Regions from separate parts of the Drosophila melanogaster genome. Here region 2 is linked to region 1. The links are chromatin contacts, called in public Hi-C maps. All regions are on one chromosome and are shown on one strand. The core of a region is the stretch at or near the end of the contact, and the rest is flanking DNA. Distances in the headings are between cores, read along the strand shown. Region 1 holds the start of lbe (ladybird early). Region 2 holds the start of Fancm (Fanconi anemia group M helicase).

Region 1 (6,564 bases), core at 2,900-5,399:
AAGCCGCCGCAGCTGGGGCAGCGCTGTAATTATCACACGTCGGTCAAAATCAACGCCGGCCACGCGCACTCTCGGCCAAGTCTATTAACTCAATTAAGGGGCCAACGGACAAATATTTGCGTGCCGCATTCAGTCGAAAAAGTATCCAAACAGTGTTCTCTGTTGCATGCAAATACAAGAGTTCCCTGGGACCCCAGAATACACATGTGTGGGGGTCGAGTGTGTCGAGTATTGACGCAGCATCACTCGATACGTATACGCCGTGTGGCACGTATTTCAAGTAAGAACCGAAAAGGGAATGCAGCACAGAAATAAAGTTTCTATTCAGAACTCGTAAATACTAAAAAATATGTTAAATATTAGTAAATAGTAAATTAGTAAAGACTAAATATCTGTGTGCAATCTGTATGTATAATATGTATAATATCTACCTAGATATCTTGGGCTACCGAAGCAGATACAGCATGAAGATTCCGATGTAAATCAGTTCACTTAGCAGTTTCTTAGCAGCTACATGCTTCTGACAAGCATATGTTTCAGTTACATACCTTTAAATTTACAAATCTATTCTGTGCAGTGTAGAGCTGCTGGCCCGGATCGAACTGCTCTGCTGCGGATCGCTTGGCCCTCTCACGTAGACGGGAAAAAAGAAGCAACAGATTGAGACGAAAGCACAGGCCCCGAAAATAGAAACCGAGATGAAAAAGTTAAACATTTCAATTTGAGCATCGCTTTAATTAGCATGCGCTTGTTCATTGTTTTCCGTTTTTGTGCTTTCCATCGAGCGTTTGATTTGTGACTCGCATTTGCTTTCTGGTGTTCGGTATTTGGCTTTTAGCTTTTAGCCATCCAGCCTTGATTAGCGTGCCCAACGGAGGCAGCCCAACTTGGCCCGAAAGCGAGGTCTCTTTGCCTGGTCTTTGACTTCGAGTCTAAAACTCACTTTGTGGGTGGCCCCTAAACGGCTTACTTCGCTCTGCTACTCTTTCCTCTGGGCCACATTTTGTTCGGCCAGGGCTTTCTTGGCCATGCCGATGATTACTGTGAAATTGGCAATGTGTAATGGCCGCTCCAGCTCAAGTGTCTTTTGTGTCTAACTACTTTTCTCTTTGATGAGTTTTCTTTTCAGCAGTTTTTTCTTATTTCGGCACAAAACGCTTGAGCTGGAGGACTTTCTCTTTGATTCTCAACTCAAAGGCGTACGTCCCCAAACCAAACAATAAATTAATGACTTCAACTTGGCTAATCAAGATTTAAGCCAGAAATATGGCCAAATGATTGCTCAATTTGTCGCAAGCGCTTGCCAGTCATGGGAATATGGAAAAAATTAGCTACTAATTTTGTGTACAGTACAATTTCGATACAATTTAATTTGAGTTCAAGTAATTGAAAATAAGGCAAGACATCAGATTATCCACTATAGCTGACTCCCAAGCTTTTTGAATCATTTTGGGTCAATCGAACACACCCAATTGGAGCGGAGCAAGTAAAGGCGGCTTAAATGCATAATTATCGTCTAGCCATCGGTAGTATTACAATTTTCGACATGCTACCAAACTCGATTCCAATCTCTTGGATTTTTATCTGCCGCACAGCCGCGAGATCAAGTGGCAGTGACGGGCATGTGTCAATGCTGCGTGGGTCGCTGTGGAGCTGCAAGTCTTGAACCGAAAGTGACTCCATGGCATATGCAAATCGCTCAGGGCAACTAAATGGCAAAAACGACGAATATAAATTTGTTTATGGAAGCTGTGACTTCAGGCTGTTGCTGCCGTTGAAAGCTTGCTAATTGACAATTACAGACAAGTCGTTGTTTTGGTAGTTGGGGCATTATGACGACGGATATACACTTGCTGTGATGGTAAAATATAGTCAACTTCAGCAAAGTGAAAGGACTTCATAAGGCGGGATGTTCTGATTTGATTTGCTATTTGGAAGATAGTATTGGCCTTTAAAAGAAGCTTAGCTGCGGCCATACAAGAATTACGTTAAATTTAAGTTGTAAACCTTTCATAAATATTTTTTTAGCATCAACTAACTCATGAATTTAGTCTAGTATTATTCAAAGTCAGGCAATGTATTATGACATAATGGCAATGCTAGTTTATACCAAGCTTACGTAGTTGGCCACCTAGTACTTATGAGGCATTTAGATATCTGACGATAGGAGCGACAATCTAAATTATAGAAAATCTATCGTTTCCGGCGGAATGAACTGATTCAGCTGCTCCGGCTGCTGGCTCCACCATTATGCGGCAGCTGAAGTTGAGCCGATAAATCAAAGAAATCGTCGCCCTGCTTTTAAATTTGAATATTAATGAACCCTTTCCCCGCACTTTCACTGCAGGAGTTTATCATCGTGTGAATGGAGCCACACACAGTGGGAAATTTAGAGAGGGAGCACAGGTGTAAATTGACCTTCCCCGCGAAGGATTCATCGACTCAAGGACCTGGCATAATTAACACGGCGGCTTTTCCCACGCAGGCCCCGTTCGTGTGTGTACGTAAGTATCTAATAGATACACTAATAGCCGCCGAGAACAAAGGTGAAATGGGCAACCAAAATTAGAATTATAAAAAATACAGAAGCGCTAAACGCGGGAAATCAAACGCGCCGCTCGCGGCGAGCCTCAATCACAAGCGGAATGCTCAAATATTTGTGTGATTAGTCCTTATCAACAGTCGCTCACCGGGAGCACCAGGTAGTAGTACACCATGGCCTCAGAAAGGGTCCCGGATCAGGTCAGGGCCAAAAGACAGACCGACTGCGGCTAAAGTCGGGCGCTGAGCCTGCGGTGGTCGCCGGCAATTCCTTTCGTTTAGCATCCTGCTGCGGCAGCAATTGGTTTCGATTTTGGATTTTCGACTTTTCGTTAATAGACCTCTGGCCCTTTGTTTTCAGACGCCCTGACGCCTTTGTGCTGCCGCTGCTGCTGCTGCTGCTACTATTTCCTCCTTTGTTCTCCACTGTTTGTTGCTGCAACTCGCATTTGTTTCAATTAAAGGGATTTGGCGTTGTTTGTTGCCTCGAAGGTGTCAGCAATTGCCTTCAAGTTCACTAAGACGTGTGGACAATTGCAAATTGGCAGCCACTTAAATAGTGCAGCTCGAATTTGGACGGCAGGGATTACAGGGAAAATGAAATAGCTCCTCCTTTTAATGTCGATGTGTAGTATCATAGAAATCCTAAAGGGGAACATGTTCAGTACTAAAACCAAAAAAAACAAACACTCATATATGTATCATTTAACCTTACTTATTTCACAATTAACAGTATTCCGATTAAAAATGGAAAAAATAAATTTTTTATGTGTGACATAGAAATGTTTTTATTGGGATTTAATTTTTACCTTTTTCGAAAATAATGTAAAGTTATTTTAATACGTAATTTAACTTGTACAACTAAATATTACATAAAGATGTTTTACAACAACAAAATATTTCGATTAATAATAATATTACTAGCATCACAATTTATTATATAAATAAAATAAAAATTCAAATATACGAATACAATACTGAAATCAAGCAATAAAAAAAGCCGTCGGGAATGAAAACACACCGAAATAAGTAATCTAAGCAACTAGAGTCAATTATATAAACTGGCTTCCCACCAAATTTGGCTGAAAATAGAGAATATTCGTTTTCATTCAGACGAAACTGGCCTCATTTCCATTCTCAGACTCCAATTAATTTCCAAATGTCTTCAAATTTATGCGCATTTTTATATCCCCACTGTTTTCTATTTTTTGTTTTCCTCCAAATTAATTGTTCGTTTTTCTTAAGGCAAATTAATTGCAAACGCTTGACAATTAAACGCAGGCTGCCTTCGGGGGTCATCGTCATTAATGCTAACTGTGAGGGGGTTACGAGCTGTACATAAAGTGGGGAGGGGGCTCCTAGCCCCCTCTGTCACTGCCTGCGCCGCAGTCGACGCATTTGGAGTTGTGAAAACTTTGCAGCGACTAAAATACTAAATACAGTCTCGTTACAATCTGAGAAGCGCCCGTCTCGCTCGCACTCGCCGTCTGCCATCCCTTTTGCACAGCAGTCTCATGATGAACGCCATAATTACCGTTACGTATACGCCACCATTGCTATTTTTTGTTGCTGTAGCCGATTGGTGCTGAGAGCCGAGCAGAGCGAGATGACACTACCATAAGGGTATCTCGCTCTTTCGCAGAACGGGTTTTGCTCTCTCGCGAGCGAGACAGAGAAAGAGAGAGAGACAGAGAGTGAGCGAGCGAACGAGAGCTGCGGCAGAGAGCAGCGGCAGCAAAAGAACTGAAGAAATATCGACGTGTCTAGTTAGCAAACCAATCTTCAATCTAGTTTCGAACAGTTGACTGCGAAGCGTCGAGTTGAGAGGTCCTACGCCATTGGATCAGCGTCGTCGTGTCGAAGCATCAGTGTAAACTAATCAAACAAATCAGAGGAATTATAGCAAGATTTGAGTGTACAAGGCTTGTCAGTATCGTCAGTACCGACTTGCAGTGTAGTGACAAAGCCGTCTTGAAAAACAGTTAAGTGCTAAACCAAACGAATTGAAACGAAACTCTCGGAAAAGAAACCAAGTGCTGAAGCGAACCTAAATGCTCTGCCCTCCAACCATGCGTCCGGCCAGTCCCGCCGAATCCGAAATCTCCGTGGGCGGAGCCCCCAGCCCGCTGCCCACGCAGCATCATACGCATCCGCACTCGCATCCTCATCCGCTGCAGCATCCACGGGCCAGCACCATTGATCTGCTGCAGCAGCAGCAGCTGCTGATGCAGCACCATGCCGCAGCAGCCGCCGCAGCAGCTGCAGCCGCCTCCGGACTCACCCGGAGTGCCGTCGGCAATTTGCCGGAGGACTACTTCCATCCGCTGAAGCGCCTGCGCATGTCCTCGTCCTCCTCGGAGCCACGAGACCACACGCCCAGTCCACCGTCAGCAGTTCCGGAGCCCCAGACCAACCAGACTACCAAGTCGGCCATCGAGGGGGTCAAGAGCTTCTCCATCGCGGACATACTGGGTCACTCGGAGAAGCAGCGCGAGGAGTCCGTTTCCCCGCCCCCAAATGCAAACCTCCTGGCTCCACCTGCCTCCCGGCCCATTGCCCCCTCGGGCGGATTACTGCAACCACGCACGGAACCGTTGGATGTCCACCCGGCCGCTGCTGCTGCCATGCTCCTGCCAAGCGGACAGATTGTTCGGCCGTGGGATCACCTCCTGGGGCCGACCATGCCCGTCCGCCCCTTCATCCCCTCCGCCCTGCTGCACTACGAGCAGCGCCTGGCTCTGGACTACCATCGCCAGTTGCAGGAACACTTTAACGCCCAGGCCCAGCTCCTTCGCCACATGGGCATGAATCCCGCGATCATCGCTTCCGAGGACGGCAGCTCGGAGCGTTCCCAGCGATCGAGCAGCAGCAATGGCAGCACCGAATGCTGCAGCCCACGGCAGGCGGAAAAACTTGAAAAACTAACCACCCAAGAGGGAAGTGAGGAAGCTCAGAAGAAGAAATCAGAGGAGCAGCCAACGGGTTCAGGAAAGTCAAACGGAGACACTCCTCTGGATGCTCTCTTCCAGATGACCACAAAGGACTTTGACGAGTCGCAAGGTAAGCATCATCCAGGAGATTAAATATACATTGCATACATAGTTATAGTTCGTAAAGGTTCTTTCTTCTTATTGGAAAATAGTTGAGTGGCTTGAAGTGATTGATGATGATGATATGAATATGAATATGATTCTAACTACGAGTCTTATTTAAGCTAAATGAAATTTCCTTAATCAATATCTAAATTATGGAATCCTTAGTAGCCCAATTGATTTCATCAGTGTGTCTCGGTTGAAAAACGTCTCAATTTTCGAAATAAATTTGCGCGATTTCTTAATTAGAATAAAAGCTTCTAATTTGTTATCGTTCTGAAATTGGGGAATCGCAAACGCAGAAGCTGAATATTAAGCTTATTATGACGTTTTCCATTTATCAATCAGCAAATTCGAAATTCGTTTAATTGAAACAAATGGTAGCACTCGCCCGCGACCCGCCATTTGAAATCTTTTGTTATGTAAATTCCTTAACCGATTCGATTTCGGGCTTTTAATTAATTGGCAGCATGCGCCAGCGGTCGACAGAAACAAACGAACCAATTTGATGATAAAGTATAATTCATTCTGCGGCATTTTTATTCTGCAACTTAGGTTTATTTTGGCATAAACTCGACCGAGGGCATTTAGTGGGCGTTCAAGTACTCCCTGCACTCCACCCCCGACCCCAAAGTGATTTCATGGCAATTAATGGTTAATAGTCCGCACTATCCGCATTAGTATATTGGTGTTAGTCGTGTCGATTCTGCAGCGATTAGCAACAATTAGCTGGCTGGTGCATTACCTAATCGAGTTTTGTTGTGGCGAACAATTAACATGCCGTTTCCATTTGTTGCTACTCAAAAATAATAGCTGACAAACTCTAGCCCGTCTGTACAGTAAATATAGTGGCCACAGCTCCAGTCGTAAACATGTTTTAAAATACCCCCAACTAGCGATTAGCGACGACACTCGCTGCTCCGCGTTGTAT
Region 2 (6,564 bases), core at 2,677-5,176, 36 kb before region 1:
TTGCTGCTGCCTTGGCTGCCAATTTTGCGGCCAGACTTTTTCCTTGGGGCTTCAAAGGTGACATGGAGTCAGATCCAAAGATATCTGGCGAAACGGTTCTTGAGCCATCCTCATGTGAGTTTTTATTTTCTGAGTTTTTAATTGTTTCTGTACTTGGAAGCAGTATGTTTTTCTTCTGCTGGCTCATTAGCTCTAACTCCTCTGGCATTGGCTCGAGAAAATCCTTGAAGTCATTCGCCTTTTTTTGGCTCATCAACTCCACTTCCTCCACCATCGGCTCTAGAAATTCTTTCAAGTCCTCGTCCGTTAGATCAAGGTCATTGTTGTGTGCTGTTTCTTTCTGCTCGCAGTTTTTCTCCAATTTTTCCATCTGGTGATCTACGATGTTCTCTTGCGACTTCCCTTTTGTCTGGGAGGCTAATTCCAGTTCCTTGTCCATTGGCTCTAGAAAATCATCCAAGTCGATATCCAAATCTTCTACAATGGATTCTGCGTGCATTTTCAGATTTAAAGAGGACTTAACTTCTACTTTCGTCTCATCTATGCTCATTGGATATATCTCACTATTTTTATTAACAGCACAGTGATTTGATTCACCTGAAGAATCTGCAATGGAAATAGGAGTTGATCTTTGACTTTCTTCCACGGCTGGAAAGTGATTTGTCTCAATTGTAGAGTCTACTACAGGAATAGGTGCAATTCTTTCAGTCGCTTTAATCTTCGATTCACTTGCGTTCATCAGTGAATTTAGGCGACCTAAGTTGTCCCCCAATTCACTAGCTTCCATCCCGGAATGATACTCCTCTTCAATATCGCCCTGCAGGGTTTTAAACATTAATTTGCTCAAGGGTTTGACCCTGAGCGGCGTTGAGCTATGGGGGACAACATTCGCGTCTGGTAAGTTCAATTGCTGGCTTAGGTACATAGACTCAAATTTCACGTCTTCCTCCTGTTGGTCCCACTCCTCTTCTGACCAGGAAGCTTCAATGCCACCCAGTTGCTCGTTTACTGTGGTTTCCAGATTGCGAAGCTCAAGTTTCTCTAAAAGATCTTGCTTCAGTTCAAAATTGTTCGAGTTTAGGCCATGCTCATTCAGACCATCGAAAATCTGTTCACAAATGGTATCGAACTTTTTGGGACTTTGATTATAAATAGGATTTAGTTCATCCCTGAAGCTAATCTCTGCTCCACTATTATCCCCTTGAAGAAGCTCATTCATCTGGTCCATTCCGTCGCAAATGTCCAGAAGCAGTTGATAATTATTTTTAGTGCGTCGCTGCCGACTATTTAAGCGATCATCAGCTATATTCAACTCGCTCTGGACTTGCATCTTCAAATGGGTTTCCCTCAGAAATTCGGGATTACTTTTGAGTAAGTAGAGCTTTATTTGCCTGGGTAAGTGATCGTCCTGCAGATGGCTCATAAGATCCTTGGAGTCCGAAACAAATGGCTTGCTTGACTGCAGAAGGCGAGTAAGTTTTCGGAGGCGTTGCACATCTTCCTGACTGCTGGTTAACGTTGAGCTGGCCTGAGATTCCCCAAAGAAGTTCTTCAGAGTTACGCTGCGCCGTAGAACTTGCTGCTTAACCAATTGCTGTGAAGCTTCGCTCATTTGGTAGGGTTTTATTCCCTGCAATATTCCTTGCTGACTCTCCGTTGGAGGACTTTCTTTGAAGTATTTCCTTAGGCTACCAGTCTGTGCAACTGGTTGCTTCCGCTTCCTGGATTCTTTCGTCTTGGCTGCCGACTTCGGCTTGGGTTTCTCCTCAGCAACTGGCTCCATGTGTTTCTCCTCGCATTTTGGTTGAAATTTTGATGGCACCATTCGAGGATTTTGCTCATAAAGCGACAATTTAACAACGGACGAATTCAATAGCTTCTTGTTGATTTGATCCTTGTTGGCCAGAACATCCTTAAGCACCTGCTGTTCTCGTCCTTCGGTCACTAGCATAACCACCTCTCCATTCTTCTTCCTTCCAGTGCGCCCAATCCGCTGAATAAATCTAGTGGGATTAGTGCTGCAAATGTCGAAGCACACAATCATCTCCACCTCGCCGACGTCTAAGCCCTCCTCTCCGATCGACGTGGCCACCAGAACGTTGCTAGTGCCGGATCGAAAGTCGGTCATTATCTGCAGCTGCTGTTTCTGGGTGAGAGCATAGCTTGCTCCAACTGTGCTGCCCTGGCCAACAAAACAGCGCGGACGGAGCACCGGTCTGTGTTGAAGGAGTAGCCGGTGAATCAGCATTACGGATTCACGGTACTCGCAGAAAACAATGGCGCGGGAATCGGGGTTTGCCTATTAAAGAAAACATTTATATTAACAAGGGAATATGTTTATCGGTTTCATGAAAATTATATGAAAACTTCTTTTTTTTTGATTTTTTGCCCCTACCTGAAAGTGTTGCACCAACACCTGTCGCAACTTCTCATATTTGGCATGTCCAAAGTCTAGATCAGATGGCAAAGGCGGCACTTCTCCATTCGTCATGGCATGCGTGGTGTAATCTAGGGGATTGGCACCGAGTTCTTGGCGGACCTGCTCCACCAAATTCCTTAGATTACCATCTCTGGCCAGTACAAATTTCTCTCGCCCGTCGTCGTCTGCATCGAAATTGTTCACGAAGACGCGAAGACCGTGACGCTCCATTAGGTCCAGCGAGTGGTACATGCTGATGCACATGGCGAAGTTGCCCATTATTATGTTGTGATCCGGATGCCGCTGGCCTTGCGCCGATCGTTCGACGAAGCTTTTCTGCTCAAAGAGCAAACTATTTCTGCTCACGGTTCCCTTGTTGCCTTTAAAAATCTCAGCTTCCATAAGCTGGCGTAGGTATGGTTCGATGATCTGCAGCAATCGTTCTCTCGGCTCCTTGATTCTCTCCTTCAGGGAGACCACTATGGTTCGAATCGTCCGCCTGTGTATGTAGGGCTGCACGTCGATCGAGGTGTCCCAGCGCACTTGCAGATTGGAAATGTATAGGTTTCGGCACACAGCTGCCACATCCTCCATGGTTCTTCCTGGTGTAGCGGACAGGGCAAGCATCCGGAAATACCTGTTACGTGCCATCAGACAGTCGGCCACTTGGGTGTAGGCATAGCGACCTTTGGCCCGGTGCGCCTCATCCACCACTATCAACTTGATGGACCCAAAGGGAAAGCTGCATTCGCCATCAGCTTCCAGCATGTCTGAGTGCACCACCTGCGGCGTAGCGAAGAAGACCCGCTTGGAGGCCCACAGCTCAGCTCGTTTGGGTCGAGGAAGTTGGCCTGGAATAAAAATGGGACTGGAGCTTATTTTTTGGATTCAGGACTTGTAAGGCAGTCGGCACATCCAGGTTCTTTTAGTCATATAACCCGGTAAGCATTTGTAAATAAGTCTTCACATTTGAACTCACCTGTTAGCTGCACCGTGTCTTCAGATGGAAAGGGCATGATCTTCTGGGATGCGTGGATCTGCTGCGAGACCAGGGGCCTTGTGGGTGCCATGAACACAATCTTTCCCTTTGGATACCACCTGTAAAAGTTGTACATAACCACCGCCGCAATGAAGGTCTTTCCCAATCCCGTGGGCAACACCACCAGGGTGTTTTTGAACAGCGCCGATTGGACGATGGTTTGTTGATAGGATCGTAGGGGCAGGTTGTTTGGATAAATCCAGTTGTGTCCTGTGGCCATATCGAAACCATCGCAGGCTTCGTCGCAATGTTCCCAACGTGTTCCATCGGCATCCTGAGGATCCAAACTGTGAGAGACTCTGCGCTCGCAGGAGTAAATACAAGTAAATACCTCGCTCTTCTGCTCTTCGTGCATAGCCAAGGCCGCCACTAGGTCTTCGTCATCGTCCATCCAATTCACATCCATGATAGCAGCAATCTTTTGATAACAACTACTGCACGACGATCTACATTTTGTTTTGAAAGTGTTTACATTGCTTTACATTGTGTTTATAACATAACATTCCGTTAGGGATGAGCTAATCATTTTAGGTGGCGCTGTTGGAGTATATCGATCACACAAATCGTGACATGAAAACTAATTTTAGTCTGTAAAACCCTCTAAATATAGGGTAATAAGTAAAAATAAATACAATTCTCAAAAATTGTTAACTGTCTAAGCAAGCTTGAAGCGGCTTCTTATAGCGCGGATTTGCTAAGCCATTAAACAGTGCTCTAAAATGGTGCCAAATACGAGAGTGGCAGCACTGCTCCAGATGGCGCCACTGTGTATATGTTTGCCAAACACTTAAATTCAAATAAAAGCGCGCCAATTTTAAACAGTGACTAAGTTGATTTTAGAGAATAAAGATAAATGAGTGATCAAATGGCAATAGTTTACATTAATTAAAAGAGCTCTTGTATGATTTCCCTTAATCAGTATCATATCGGTGAAAAGTATTGCTAAAATGCCGAAATCCTTACGAAAACGCAGACCCCACAATCTGCCCGGAAATGTCAAGCCCCATTTAATGTCGCCAGTTCGTAATTGGGCGAATACACACTGCGTACTTACAGATTGCCCGAGTACTTTTCGCGATATTTCTGTCGTAGATGTTCTGATTGTCTTAAATTAGGCGCTTCCAACGAACGTTCTTATTTGCTTTTATTTCCCCAACGAAAAGGCTTGGTATCAAAAGAAAAGCAGTACGGGTAGATACAATTAAACTGGTAGCAGCATTAGGATATTTAACAAATACCTTTTAATGAATTGATTAATTAATGGAATGGAACTGAATTTTTAATTTTTAATGTATAAGCCGAATAATATAATTGAAATAATATACTTCCCATGCTGACTAAACTCAACCTTAATTTCTGAAGTTATTCCACAAATCCTTGCCCCTGCTGCTGATGAGGGAAAATGATAATTAGCAAGCACATACATACACTTGGCCAAGTTTGACGGAAAAACATACGTAAATAGTCACAATCTCATTTCAAAATCTTCACCTAATGAGCATTGACCGTGTGTGGGGGAATCTGAGTCCGAGAGCTGGATGTCATGGCCCACTCCCGCGGAAAAGCACGGGCACCGGAGAACGCTCACAAAATGTAATTATATCGCATTATTTGTCATTCCGAGCAAATGAATTGAAACAAATTTAGTGTGACAAATGAATTGTTCACTTATGTATGTAAGTTCGTGTGTTTGCTCGTAGTGGGGGGCTGGGGCTGGGGGAGGGGCACCCCATTCGGCAGCCACCGTGAGCTGGGACAGAAATACCCGGGCACACGGGTACACGGGACACACTCAATTTGCTGGCTCTCTAGTCAATTTCATTTCATTTGCATGAAGTTCTCCCTCTCTTCGGGGCTCCCTCCTCATATAGACAATATACATGAATATATGAATGTACATATCTCGGTGTGCGTGCTATCTGTGGGATATCTGTATGTATCTGTGGGCCATGGGCACTACGCCTTTTGCCTAATTCGGCTTTATGAGCCATGTCTAATTACCAAATGAATTGTGCAATTATTTATTTTTGTTTATTAATTGGCTGCCGCTTTAATGAGCCTAATGACCAGATATCTGAGCGTAGATTCGAGTGTCCTATGGGCACATGTGATGAGTCACAGGTTATTGCGATGCCCTGCCCGACATGGCCAACATAAATGTCATGACTTATGCGCTGTGCTGCGAGTGCTGCGTTGCGATGCGGTTGCCATACCCTTCTCGACTCATCGACTTATCTCCGACGACGCCAAGTCGCCAAGTTACGAGTATTTGCGGTTTACATCATAACGAGCACTCTCCATACAAAGTTGCCCAAGCGGAATCAGCCACCACGGGAAACCAGGCTAGAAAGGGCCCAGACCCTTTTATGCAAAGTGCTTTTAGTCGGGGTTGGGGTGATCCAAAGGGTATTCACTACGGCTGAAACAGTCACTCAAAAAAAATGTTAAGAAGGCCTTTTTTAAATATCCATTGAGATGACGACTATCACATGGCCTAACAAGAACATGTTGCAAGAATGTTATCAGTTGGATTTTACATATGTGCAAGTTTATTTCATATATAATAATATAATTACCTTCTACAGTGCTGGGGCTCAATTCATTCTGGGGTCTTGAAGGATCCATCTCTTGCTCGCAAAAGCACAGTACCTCTGTGGCTTGGGCAACTCATTAGCACTTATTAAAACTAAGTGCTGGGACCTCGGGCGGAAATGGGCCTGGATTTGCGGTGCCAGTTACAATGGGCTGGCGACAGCTGCTCCGGTGGGTAATCAACGTTTCAGCGATTGTCTACCGCAGTTGCTGTGCATTCGAAGTTGCAGTTGCGTCGATTATGGGGCTGCAGTGGCATTCCCAGAACTCAGAATTCAGCGGCGCGTGTCGCTACCAGACGGACAAACAAACAAATGGAAAGACAAACTAAGCCCAATGCAGCTCAAAATGGCTGCCAATTATCTGGGCTGTCATATTTGTTTCCCCGGTTGTTGCCGGGCAATAAAACATTTCGTTTATTAGCCACCACCAGAAGTAATTCGATTTCAACCTAGGCAACACTGAAAAAATATATCTTGTAAAAGTAAGAAATAAAAGCAGCAAAGATACATAT

Evidence for each region. A called contact is a pair of places that touch in the nucleus more often than the background predicts.
Region 2: a contact with region 1 is called in a Hi-C map of the Kc167 cell line, with 1.8 times the contacts expected there. A contact is called at or near these places in 27 of 107 Hi-C or Micro-C datasets (the Clone 8 cell line, the Kc167 cell line, the OSC cell line and 11 more) and 1 of 7 datasets of targeted methods (the Kc167 cell line).

The regions. Positions count from the first base shown.
Region 1 is chr3R:21,444,122-21,450,685 of dm6, reverse strand. lbe (ladybird early) reads left to right here and starts at 4,149. Exons shown (of 2, transcript NM_079711.3): 1 at 4,149-5,601. The coding sequence starts at 4,593.
Region 2 is chr3R:21,479,687-21,486,250 of dm6, reverse strand. It overlaps Fancm (Fanconi anemia group M helicase), which reads right to left and starts at 3,926. Exons shown (of 6, transcript NM_001275877.1): 1 at 3,790-3,926; 2 at 3,399-3,732; 3 at 2,396-3,270; 4 at 1-2,299. The coding sequence starts at 3,864.